2 separate regions of the Danio rerio genome follow, and region 1 is linked to region 2. The links are chromatin contacts, called in public Hi-C maps. All regions are on one chromosome and are shown on one strand. Each heading gives the region's core, a stretch centred on a gene start, on an enhancer-like site or on the middle of the called end of the contact. The rest is flanking DNA. Distances are from core to core; before and after follow the strand shown.

Region 1 (6,794 bases), core at 1,963-4,462, 250 kb after region 2:
ATATTGTGCAGCCCGAAATAAAAGCATGAGTTTTGGGATAAAGATGTGACAGCCCTCCGACATGAGACAGACGGGACACCACCCTCATCCTCACAGAGAGATCAATAATATCCCTCTCTTCTCTAATCTAATGATGAACACACGAGTCTCACGTTTGTAACCTGATCATCAGAGATCAGCTGCATTACAGTCGCATACACACACACACACACTCATTCTCAGGAACAGATCGAGGCATAAAACAGAGAGTAAATTAAGGAAATCACCACAATTTTAGACGCTCGCCGACTGAGGGTAACCTTTCCTTAAACCTACCAAGAAAACGTGTGAGACTTATTTCACCACAAAAATCAAAAGAAGTCAATGATTAATGATAGATTTTGTGCTGTTAAACAGATTTTTCTCCTTTGAGCACAATTAATACTCATGAATTGGACATTTTTTGATAACTAAACACATTTAACACCATATATTTATAAATCTAATTAGCATTTAAAAGGCATATTATTTCTACACCACAAAAATATTATTAAATGAATAATAAATTATGAGATGGTTGAACAGATTTATACATTTCATTTTTAGCACAATTAATATTCATGAAGACATTTTTGACACGCTTATCCCCATAGTTATTTTTTAAATCTAGTTATTATTGATAATAGAAAAGAATAATGGCATATTATTTATACTGCAAAAATCTGAATTAATGAATGATAAATGATGCACTGGTTAAACATTTTCTTCTTCTTTTTAGCATAATTAATACTCATGATTTGGACGCATTTTTACATATAAGCACATTAATATATATATTCATATATATATTCATATATATATATATATATATATATATATATATATATATATATATATATATATATATATATGAATATATATATGATAAATGATAAAAAAAGAAAAAGAGAGTTTTTGAATTTGTTGCAAAATTCTTAAAAAAAAAAACAAAAAAAAAACTGAAAATTCACATGTGCATCAGTATTCACAGCCTTTGCTCAATACTTTGTTGATGCACTTTTTGGCAGCAATTACAGCAAGTCTTATTGAATATGATGCCACAAGCTTGGCACACCTGTCTTTGGAATTTTTTGCCCATTCCTCTTTGCAGCACCTCTCAAGCTCTATCAGGTTGGATGGGAAGCGACGGTGTACAGTTCTCTCCAGAGATGTTCAATAAGATTTAGTCTGGGCTCTGGCTGGGCCACTCAAGTACATTCACCAAGTTGTTGTGAAGCCACTCCATTGATATTCTGGCTTTGTGCTTTGGGTCATTGTCCTGCTGGAAGATGAACCGTCGCCCCAGTCTGAGGTCAAGAGCACTCTGAAGCAGGTTTTCCTTCAGGATGTCTCTGTACATTGCTGCATTCATCTTTCCCTCTATCCTGACTAGTCTTCCAGTTCCTGCTGCTGAAAAACATCCCCACAGCATGATGCTGCCACCACAATGCTTCACTGTAGGGATGCTATTAGCCTGCTGATGAGCGGTGCCTGGTTTTCTCCCAACGTAACGCCTGGCATTCACTCCAAAGAGAGAATTTAGTTTCTTATGGTCTGAGAGTCCTTCAGATGCCTTTTGGCAAATTCCAGGCAATGGGTTATTGATCACCTCCCTAACTAAGGCCCTTCTCCTTTGATCACTTAGCTTAGGTGACCGGCCAGCTCTAGGAAGAGTCCTGGTGGTTAAATATCTTCCACTTACGCATGATGGAGGCTACTGTGCTCATTGGAACTTTCAGAGCAGCAGAAATGTTTCTGTATCCTTCCCCAGCCTTGTGCCTTGAGACAATCCTGCCTCAGAGGTCTACAGACAATTCCTTTGTCTTCGTGCTTGGTTTGTGCTTTGATATGCACTGCCAACCCTGGGACCTTATATAGACAGGTGTATGCCTTTTCAAATCATGTCCAATCAACTGAATTGACCACAGGTAAACTCCAATTCAGCTGCTAAAACATCTCAAGAATGATCAGTGGAAACAGAATGTACCTGAGCTCAATTTAGAGCTTCATGGCAAAGGCTGTGAATACTGATGTACATCTGATTTTTCAGCTTCTTTATTATTTATAAATTTGCAACAATTTCAAAAACTCTTTTTTCACATTGTCATTATGGGGTATTGTGTGCAGATGTTTGAGGAAATAAATGAATTTAATCTATTTTGGAAAAAAACTGTGACAAAAAAAATGTGGAAAAATTTAAACACTATGAATACTTTCTAGATTACAAACAATAAAAGACATAAACATATATAACTATAAATCATGCATGCCATCCTAGCTTAGGGATTGAACACATTGTAGTTGTAACTTCATGGTAGTGTAGTATTTGATAGATAGCTAAATAGGTTGATAGATACTTCATATTTTGCAAACTTTAATGAATTTAGATTCAACTCAAGTCAACACTACTTGATATTTTTTCTAAGAGTAACGTTACAAAGGTATTACATATCGCGGTTAATCGCATCCAAACTAAACGTTTGTTTTGACAATTTATTTACTGTGTGTACTGTGCATATTTATTATGGATATATAAATACACAAAACAATGTTTAAATTTATATATCAAATGTTTATATTTACATAGAAAGTTAATATGTGTGATACAAATTATATATACATGTACAAATATACATGTGACAAAGATGTTTGGGATGGTTTTGTTTCTATGTTTGTGTGTGTATCATATACATAATAAATAAATACAATACACGCACATATACATTAACGTTATGTCCAATCAAACTTTTATTTTGGATGTGATTAGCCTTAGCACAACACTGAAATGAAAGATAATAAACACATGTTTTACCTTCTCCACGTTTTCCACGGTGAAGTCTGCGGCTGTGTCCGAATCCATCTCCGTGTTTTTTATAACACACACCTCCTTTCGCTCTCTTGAACACAATGTCTTGTAGAAATCCTCTAGAATTATATAAATATGATGATAACGCTGAATGATATCACTGAGGTGAATCTGATTCGGCCGGGCGCGCGCGATCAGGCCGGTGCGCGCGATCTCATGTCTCTCATTCTCATATTTCACTCATGATTTAAAAAATAACCCTTCATATCTCAGATGACCGATGAAAATGATCATATGTCACAAAACTGTGTCCGCACGTTTCTGTCCGGTCCGCTCCCGGTGATCCGGTGTGCGCGCGTCCTCCCTCTACCCTTCTTTTCGGTATGACTGAACCGAATAAACGCTGCCCACATATCTGCCTGCATTAAAAAGGAGAGAGATTAAATAACAGTATTCATACATTTTTAAAAAAATGTACATATTTTTAAATTAAAATGTAGGCCTATTTATGTGTGTGAATGTTAAAAACGTGATTACTTTAATCATAAATGTGTTGTTGACTGTATTTATGCATGGTGGTTTAATCTAATTGATTGGTTGTCCCTTTGAAGAGCCTCAGATTTGATTTCCGATTGTTACTTTACGTTTTAAACCTTCAGAAGTGTGCTGATTTCATGTAAAATGCATCTCGTAGCACTTTAGCAAGTTCTTTATAATCAGGCTACATCCTTGTGATCCTAAATGGTCCTTAGCTTTGCATTATGGGAAATGTAGTTTTTAAGCACTAACGTTCATTTGCGATGTCACAGCGACTCTTTGTGGTACTTTGGACGTTTTGCAAGGATTTCGGTTTCTGAGAGTGTGCAATAGATGGAGTTCTCTTACAGTTATTATACATTTAGAGTCCATTTATTAAGCCTAAACAATACGTGTGTAAAATGTTTGGGTTGCTATTGAAATGTATTTTACTTTGTATTTTGAGACAATTCACGGAATTGCTAAGAAAAAAGTAATCAAATGTCTCACCTGTGTCCAAAGTCATTTATTCATTCATTAAGTTTGCCTATTTCATTAATTCATTAATTTTACTTCGGCTAAGTCCTTTTATTCATTAGCCCTTTTGCATCAGGCTTTTCACTCAGCGATGCAATGTCAGACTCAATGAACGCAATAGAGTGAGTGACGTCACTCTGACGGGTAGGGTTAGGGGTGGGGCTAGGTGAGCCCACTGAAAAGCATTGGATGCACCAGGTATGCATCCAGAACCCCTGGGAGCACCCGGAGGAAACCCATGCGAATGCAAGGAGAACATGCTAACTCCACACAGAAACGCCAATTGACCCAGCCGAGGCTTGAACCAGCAACCTTCTTGTTGTGAGGCGACAGCACTACCTACTGTTCCACTGCGTCACCTCAGGGGTTTATCTTTTGGGTTATTATAATAAAAAAAATTATGTTTTTTAGACAAAAGCAATTCAGAGTACTTGCAGAATCAAATATTTGAGAACTTAGTAGTGACCAAAATTGATTGGAAATTGGACAATATCAAAACACATGTCTCCTCTGCTTGTTTGCAGAAAGTACATGTCAATGTCCAAAAATTTAGAAACACTAGAATTTACTGCACTCTTAAAGACGTTGAGTTATTTATTTCACCCACTGGTTGAGTTTAAAATATTTGGTGCTTTGTTGGGTTATTTTTTAATCTTCAGTAATAACTCAACCAGCTGAGATAAATATTTGGTGCTTTGTTAGGTTATTTTTAACATTTATTTTGGTATTTATTTAATAACTCAACCAGTTGGGTTAAAATTTTGAATTTCAATAGTCAACTGATTTAACTGACACAGAACTATGGAGTCAGATAAGACTCTAAAGTAATTCACGCAAAAAACAAGATGTACATATGCGTAGAGGGCAGATTAAGGGTGCTTTCACACCTACACTTTTGTTTCGGAACGTATCTCGTTTGCCCAGTTAGCGCGGTTTGTTTGGCATATGTGAACAGGGCAATCGCGCTCTGTTCCGCGCCAAAGTAATCGCTCCGAGATCGCTTGAATGAGGTGGTCTCGGCACGATTGAAACGAACCCTGGAGCGGATTGATTGCAGTGAGAAAGCGATCCGATCCGAGCGCGGTTATATCACAGTGTTTTATGGATACTGTATGTTATAGGCATACGGCTATATGAAGAGAGAATTGTGAGTATGGCGGGAAGTTTCGCGAGTCTCCGGATGCCCGCAAACGAGGGATGATCTCCCGGTAATCTTGCGTCTCCCTCCCGGTCCTCAAATAGGCATCGTCGCGCACCCTTCTCACCCCTCCCCACCGCATCTCTCCTCAGACACATCGTGCGCACACCCTGTCAATCACCACCAATCCACCACCTCTCCTGACAGCTGAGCGGGACACTGCAAAATAAACCCTGACACTCTGACCAATGTAAGGAGAGTTTACTCGCACATGACTTGTTTTAGCTCTTTTGGTCCGATTAGAAACTTTGCAGTGTGAAAGCAAACCGCTCCAAGAGCAAAGAGCAACAATGTAACAATTGTAAAATCTGTTTCGGAACAACTGAATCGATTCACAGGTGTGAAAGCACCCTAAAATCATGAATGGCATTAAACATGTTTGAAATGATCTAAGATGCTCGATTTGTGTTGAAAAATATCCCAAAAACTATTAATGTTATATTTATATTCTACATATTAATAAAGCACAACAGCAGCCTGTTTACGTTCATTAGATATAATGTAAATTAGGTTTTTAAGTCAGTGAAAGTCAGGGAATTTAATAGTTCTTGCTTGAAGCCTGCGCATCTCTTTCTCCATTCGCCATGCTGGAGAGGAACAGACTGCGCTGAAGGAGCGCAGAGTGGTTGACATCGACTACAGCTCTCATCTGATTGGCTGAGAGGTACGAGTGCTTCTGCCAGAACAGTCTTAAAAATAAACACACACGTTGTAACGCGGGGAAGTGACACAAACAGCAGAAGTTTGGATCCACTTGCAGGTTTATTCGCCATCAGGCAAGCAATGGTCAATACAGGTGCAAACGGGTATATGTAGGCAATCCAGAATCATAATCAGTAACAGGCAAGAGGTCAAAAGGCAGGCGGCAGGCAGGAAGAACAAGAATACAAGGTTAGGTCGAAACACAGGAAAACTAGACAGGGAGAACGCGTTGTAATGTCATCAACAGATAAACAAGACTCGGCAAACTGAATGGGAGAGTGTGTGGCTTAAATAGTATGTGCAGTCAGTCTCTGACAATCCTCAGGTGGTGTGAATGTAATCAGTTTAGATGAGGAAGCATGTGTGTCTGTGACCGGAGTGCATGTATGAAAATGTAGTCCAGAAATGGCGGAGTTGTAGTCCATGGTTATTGAGAGTGAAATCCAGCTATCTTATGAAAGACGATTGCTGGTAATCGTAACACACGTATGCAGGGGGAGTCGTACGTGAAAGAGAATTTGCACATTCTCATTTAGGATAAAATCTCGCAAGTTTTAAACATTCAAAACTTTTTGTACACTCTTATACATTTGCAAATGGTGTTTTGCATTTGTGAAAAGTACTTTATGAAAATGTATTTTAATTTTGTGCATGTGAAATTTTTTCCGAATATAAATAAATATTTTACGCACGTGAATTTGGCTACGCTTGTGTACATCGTGTCTTTTGCGTGAATTACTTTAGAGTCTTATCTGACTCCATACTGAACAGCTGCATTAAAATGCGTGTTATGTTGTTTTGCGTTCTGAAGTTTATGTAAGCTATAACACAATAATATTGTTGTTATTTTTTTTATCAAATTACCTCTGAACCGTGTTTTTTATATCCGTTTCACCATCCAAGACCATCTTTTAGAAGTGTTTGGATGTGGTTAAAATATATTGTACATTGTGGACACTGAGTGAAGCCTGCTGCAGCGGCTCTGTTTCTTTATTGTTTGTGATTTAATTTAACAAG
Region 2 (6,474 bases), core at 2,518-5,017:
TAACAGGAGGAAATTATAAAACATAAAATTGAGCTGAAAGCATGAGAAATAAACCAATAAAAACAACAGCAAATATACAAATATACTTTACAAACCAGTTTTTTTAAGCGTTTACCTGTCGATCCAGAGCAAGGAATCGCTCCAGCTGATGGTTGTGGTCATAGGGTGTGATGTGGGTTTGTTGGTTGTGAGCACGGCGGGCAGTGTACGGGTCACTGGGAATGGACTCAAATTCATTCAGTACAATTCCCTGACTCTCCATGAAGTCCTACACACACAAACATACATATTTGTTTTTGTGAATTGTGGAGATATTGTATTGGTTTCCATTGTATTTATACTGTACAAAATGTATACACACAATCTTGTACAGCTATCTTTATGGGGACTTCCCATAGACATAATGATGTTTATACTATAAAGACTGTACTGTATATTTGATTCCTTTACCCCAATCCTACCCCCAAACCCGACCATTACAGGAAACAATCTGCATTTTTACATTTTAAAAATACTTAATTCTGTCTAATTTATGAGCTTTTTTTGTCATGGGGACCAAACAAAATTGACTGGTATTTGCTCCCCACAACATGAGAAACACAAGGTAGACACACACACACACACACACACACACACACACACACACACACACACACACACACACACACACACACACACACACACACATATTTATTCAGACCAAACTCATCAGACATATCACACCAGCAGACTCGTTGTCTTTGTACCTGTGTGAAGGGGTCGCAGTGTGTGATCCTGTAAACCTCTCCAAACAAGTTGATGTCCATCCCCACGTTCAGGTCCTTCCAGTGGTACAGATCTCCACGTGGGTTTTTGCTCAGTCTCTGCCGCTTGATCAGTTTTCCCTGAGGGATTCCAGAGTTTTCCACCGGCGGCTCGGTCACACAGATGCTGTCATCCTCCAGGTGATAGTAAAACACCACTGGACGAATGCGGAAGTGCTCATCCCAAGAGTGAAGCACTTCCTGACGGAAATAACCATAGAAACGCAACACCTGCAGAGGTCAGAGGGGAAAGGTGAGATGGAGAGATGGACAGACGGACAGACAGAAGTATAGACAAGACTAGATAAAACAATAGATGGATGGATGGAGAAAACTACAGAAAGAACGATCGATAGATAGATAGATAGATAGATAGATAGATAGATAGATAGATAGATGGATGGATGGATGGATGGATGGATGGATGGATGGATGGATGGATGGATGGATGGATGGATGGATGGATGGATGGATGGATGGATGGATGGATGGATGGATGGATGGATGGATGGATGGATGGATAGAGAAAACTGCAGAAAGAACGATAGATCGATAGATAGATAGATAGATAGATAGATAGATAGATAGATAGATAGATAGATAGATAGATAGATAGATGGATGGATGGATGGATGGATGGATGGATGGATGGATGGATGGATGGATGGATGGATGGATGGATGGATGGATGGATGGATGGATGGATGGAGAAAACTACAGAAAGAACGATAGATAGAACGATAGATAGAACGATAGATAGAACAATAGATAGATAGATAGATAGATAGATAGATAGATAGATAGATAGATAGATAGATAGATAGATAGATAGATAGATAGATAGATAGATAGATAGATAGATAGATAGATAGATAGATGGATGGATGGATGGATGGATGGATGGATGGATGGATGGATGGATGGATGGATGGATAGAGAAAACTGCAGAAAGAACTATAGATAGATAGATAGATAGATAGATAGATAGATAGATAGATAGATAGATAGATAGATAGATAGATAGATAGATAGATAGATAGATAGATAGATAGATAGATAGATAGATAGATAGATAGATAGATAGATAGATAGATAGATCTTCACCTTCTTGTCATAAGCAGCGTGTGCCGGTATGAACTCTAGTGGCAGGTGTGATCTATCGGTACCGTAGGTCAGGTTAGGGATGTCGGTGATCAGCTGGTTCCTCTCGCTGTGACTGATGTTCACCGACAGCAGCGGGTCTTGACCGATACCCACCACGGGCCGCCGGGGCTGAGCGTACCCGTTCTTAAAATCAAGAGTCTGAGCTCGGTGGAAAGCAGATTTCTGGAGGACAGAAGAATGGAACAACATGATTTATGCACATCATAGGGATATGAAGAGACACTTCACCCAAAACTGAAAACTCTGTCATCATTTACTCACCCTTTATATTCAATTCAAATCTGTATGAGTTTCTTTCTTCTCTTGAACAGAAAATTAATGTTGTAGAAAGCTAAAAAGCAGTAACCATTGATTTCTATAATATCTGTTTTTCCTACTATGAAAGTCAATGGTTACAGGTTTTTAACATGCTTTAAAATATCTTCTTTAGTGTTAAACAGAAGAAATAAACATACGTTAAAAGTTTGGAACCCTTTGAGTGCGAGTAAATGTTATTTTGGGTGTACTATCCCTTTAAGAACGTTTATGAAGATACAATAATGCAGAAACAAAACGGCTGCATGGTCAGGTTCACTTTTGTAAAAAGCCATAAAATGCTTGTCCCCTACACCCCAACTCGCTCTTTACAGTCTGCTGACTCTGGGCTTCTTGCTGTCCCTCGATACCGCCTCTCTTCAATGGGGGGCAGATTATTTAGTGTTATTGCACCCAAACTCTGGAACTCTACCACACTCAGTCTGCTCTGCTAATAATATCTCTGAATTCAAATCCTTACTTAAGACTCACTTATTTTCTGAATGCTTCGCATCTGATCCACCACTACTATGCTCATATGTCTCTTAGGTCTTGTTTGTGTTATTCAAGTTTGTTATATTTGACCTCATGTATGTTTGTTTATCTTTTTGTTGCATTCCTTGTAAAGTGTCCTTGAGCTCTGGAAAGGCGCTATATAAATAAAAATTATTATTATTATTATTATTATTCATTTTAAAGCTAATGCCTTGACTTCCACAGTATTCCCTGCTGAAATATCCGGCTTAAACCAGCCTAAGCTGGTTGGCTGATTTTAGCTGGTTGACCAGCCTGGTTTTAGAGGGGTTGTGGCCATTTCTAGGCTGGTTTCTAGCCATTTCCAGCCTGGTCTTAGCTGGTCAGGCTGGAAAATGACCAGCTAAATCCAGCTAAACCAGCTTGACCAGCCTGGTTTAAGCTGGACATAGCTGGTTTTGGCTGGACCCCCAGCTTGGCTAGGCTGGTCAAGCTGGTTTCAGCTGGTCATCTCCCAGCCTGAACAGCTAAGACCAGGCTGGAAATGGCTGGAAACCAGCCTGGAAATGGCCAAAACCCCTCTAAAACCAGGCTGGTCGACCAGCTAAAACCAGCCAACCAGCCTAGGCTGGTTAAAGCTGAATTTTTCAGCAGGGTTTGTTTGTCCTACTATGAAAGTCAACCGTTACAGGTTTTCAGCATGCTTCAAAATATCTTCTTTACTGTTTAAGAAGAGAAGAAAGAAACATACATTAAAGGTTTGCAACCACTCGAGTAAGAGTAATTTTCATTTTGGCTAACCTAAGAACGCCTATAAAAATATAATTCTACAGAATAAATAATTGGGCCTAGTTAGCAGATAATACGGGCTTACACGGTTTAAAACTCTTACCGTTAAATCGCGAAATGTGTTTCCTGGCAGGAAAGGAAGTCCGTGTCCTGTATTAATAGACATTATGACTAATTTCTCTCTATAAATGTTTATTAAAATAAAGTGAATATGCTTTTCTCTCACGGGACTGCAGTGCTTCCCTGAGGAGGGTTATTTACAAAGGTCTCCATGGAGATCACAAACACTTGCGGTTGTGGTGATAATGTAAACAAGTCCCTCACCCACAACGTATTCACCAGCAGGTGGCGCTAAATCTTTCATTTACTATGAAAACAAACCCTCTTCCGCCTGTACATGAGCGGTGATCCTGCTTTAGGTGCGAGTAAACAACCCACGTGTGTACAATAAGCTAACGTATATATACTTTAAACGTATATAGATTTACTACATCTGTCCTACTACAGGCGCAAAAATAAGTAAATAAAACTTACTGCTCATGTGCCACTTTATTATTATTTTTTTTTAATTACACTAAATACATGTATAAATAAATGTAAATAAATAAATAATGTGGTAAAAAAATGCAGTTGGACATTTTTATTTTATTTTGCAAACTGCTAGTTTCATGACCACATTTATTTAGTTATACATCTATTTTTCCTGCCCAAAATAATTTTTTAATCAAAATTTGCTGGCTACAATGTATGAAAGCATTTATTTTATGTTATGGGCCATTTTTATAATAATAAAAATAATAATAATAATAATAAAAGATTAAATGTTGCATTAAATATTGTTAAGCGAACATCTACTTCTGCTACATTTCTGACCCTATTTTGATAAAATTATTAAATCATTTACAATGACCACTATATATTTTTATATTTTTAAAAAAAAACTTTTGCCAACTGCTAATTTTTGACCTTATAAACATAATTTATTTATTTATAGATTTATTTAAACTGACCAAATTTTACTTATTTATTTTATTTATTTATTTTTTACATTTTTACAAGCATCTTTTAATTTTATGTTATGACCCATTTATTAATAATAAAAAAGATTAAATGTTGCAACAAATATTGTTTAGCAATCCTCTACTTCTGCTACATGTCTGACCACAATATTTTTAATTAATTTACATGGCGCACTATATATGTTTAAATAAACTTTAACATTGTATTATATATTTTTAAACTTTTTCTTTATGTATTAATTATATTTATTTACATTGATTTATTTAAAATATATTTAACAATATCAAATATTGGGGAAAAGACATCATTATTTATTTATTTAAAGTTATACATTTATTTTTACTGCCCAAATTATTATATTTTTTTTTTTTCATTTGCTGGCTACAATGTTTGTTATTTTATTTCATGGGTCATTTAATAATAATAAAACTACTATCTACTATTTCTGACCACAATATCATCCATTTTTCTTAATATAGACCACTATATTTAAATAAAAAAAACATTATATGTTGTATTATATATTTTTGAAAACTTTTGCCAACTGCTAATTTCTTGACCTTATTTATCCATTGTATTTATTTACATTTTATAAATGTATCATACATCTAACATAATCTATTTATTTATTTATGAATTTTTTATTATTAATAATATTCATATTAATGATAATAATTAAAGTTAAATCATTATTTACCAATAAACACATATCTGAACACAAGCACCTTTAAAAAACTTTATTTTGAAGAATGTAAAGTAAGTTATTTAAGGTTTATCATCCTCTGCATGAAATCTGAGCTCTCCTATGCTGTAACAGAAACACATAAATCACAGCTGTAACAAACAGAAAGGACATTTGTGTTGACGTGTGTTGTGTTTAAGGCACTGTTCTGTCCATCACGTTCCTATAAGACCCTCTTTGAGGTTAAAGTTGCATCTATGCAGGAACATCTGAATGTTTCACATCCGCTTTCCACCAACATTAGATTATACACACACAAAAAACACTTGGATTGCATCCCTGAGCAATCAGGCAAAGCTCTGCCACAGTATAAAAATACTCCATCCAAAAATATATATATATGTAGTGGTATCAAAACAAAACTGTTTAAATATCAAAATAGATTTCATAAAGGCGGAGATGAATTTACAGCGTGAATAATAGAATGCACTAAATAAAACAGACGTGGACAAATTTGTTGATACCCTTTCATTGAAGAAAGAAGAAGAGAGATGGGCAGAACTACAAATCTGTCACGCAACTAGACTTCAAATCCCATCATGCACCTCTCACACACAAGAATCAAACACAGAAAGACTAGACAGGATAATGATTCGTGGTTTTACAGGTTATTAACCAACAAGACTCAGCCATGAGTGTGTGAGAGGTGAATATAGAGCCCATGCAATCAATCTATGATTCTTTTCCATCTGTGTGTGGGCAACCAGGGAGAGAACTGAAACTGGTGTGTGTGAAGTGCATGATGGGATTTGAAGTCCGTGACAGATTTGTAGTTCTCTAGCGATGATCGCTGGTTATTGTGACAAGTGCACTGTAAAAAAAAAAAAATTAATTGACGTATTATTTGTTTATTTACGATATTGAATTGGATTATGGGATGTTGATCTCTGCTCTGTTGACTTTTATTGTTGAAAATTCAACTCTTCAGTTTAACAAAGTGACTTTTATTGAGATTTTAGTAGTCGTTTGAAATAATATAATGTATAAGAAATAATATATAGAGAAATGAGTGTGTAAAATAACAAAATATGTACGGTGCGGTTTATTACAAGGGTTTTGTAGCATATTTTACAACACCATTCCAGACAATATATCACTAATTATATATTTAAACTATTAAAAATGTGAATAAGTCACTTTTCTGAACTTTTTCAAGGTTAAAAGTTGTTAGAGGAAATATCAATCTCC

What was found. Hi-C and Micro-C count contacts between places; a contact is called where the count stands out from the background.
Region 1: a Hi-C map of hematopoietic stem cells shows a contact between it and region 2, with 2.2 times the contacts expected there. The contact joins the promoter of ipo13b here to the promoter of efhc1 in region 2. A contact is called at or near these places in 3 of 18 Hi-C or Micro-C datasets (caudal fin, hematopoietic stem cells and an unstated tissue) and 2 of 4 datasets of contacts at active chromatin or transcription factors (caudal fin and embryo).

Annotation. Positions count from the first base shown.
Region 1 is chr20:51,594,241-51,601,034 of GRCz12tu, forward strand. It overlaps ipo13b (importin 13b), which reads right to left and starts at 3,213. Exons shown (of 21, transcript XM_002665780.8): 1 at 2,831-3,213. The coding sequence starts at 2,878.
Region 2 is chr20:51,343,925-51,350,398 of GRCz12tu, forward strand. efhc1 (EF-hand domain (C-terminal) containing 1) reads right to left here and starts at 3,768. Exons shown (of 10, transcript NM_200967.1): 1 at 3,628-3,768; 2 at 1,908-2,129; 3 at 747-1,034; 4 at 116-268. The coding sequence starts at 3,690.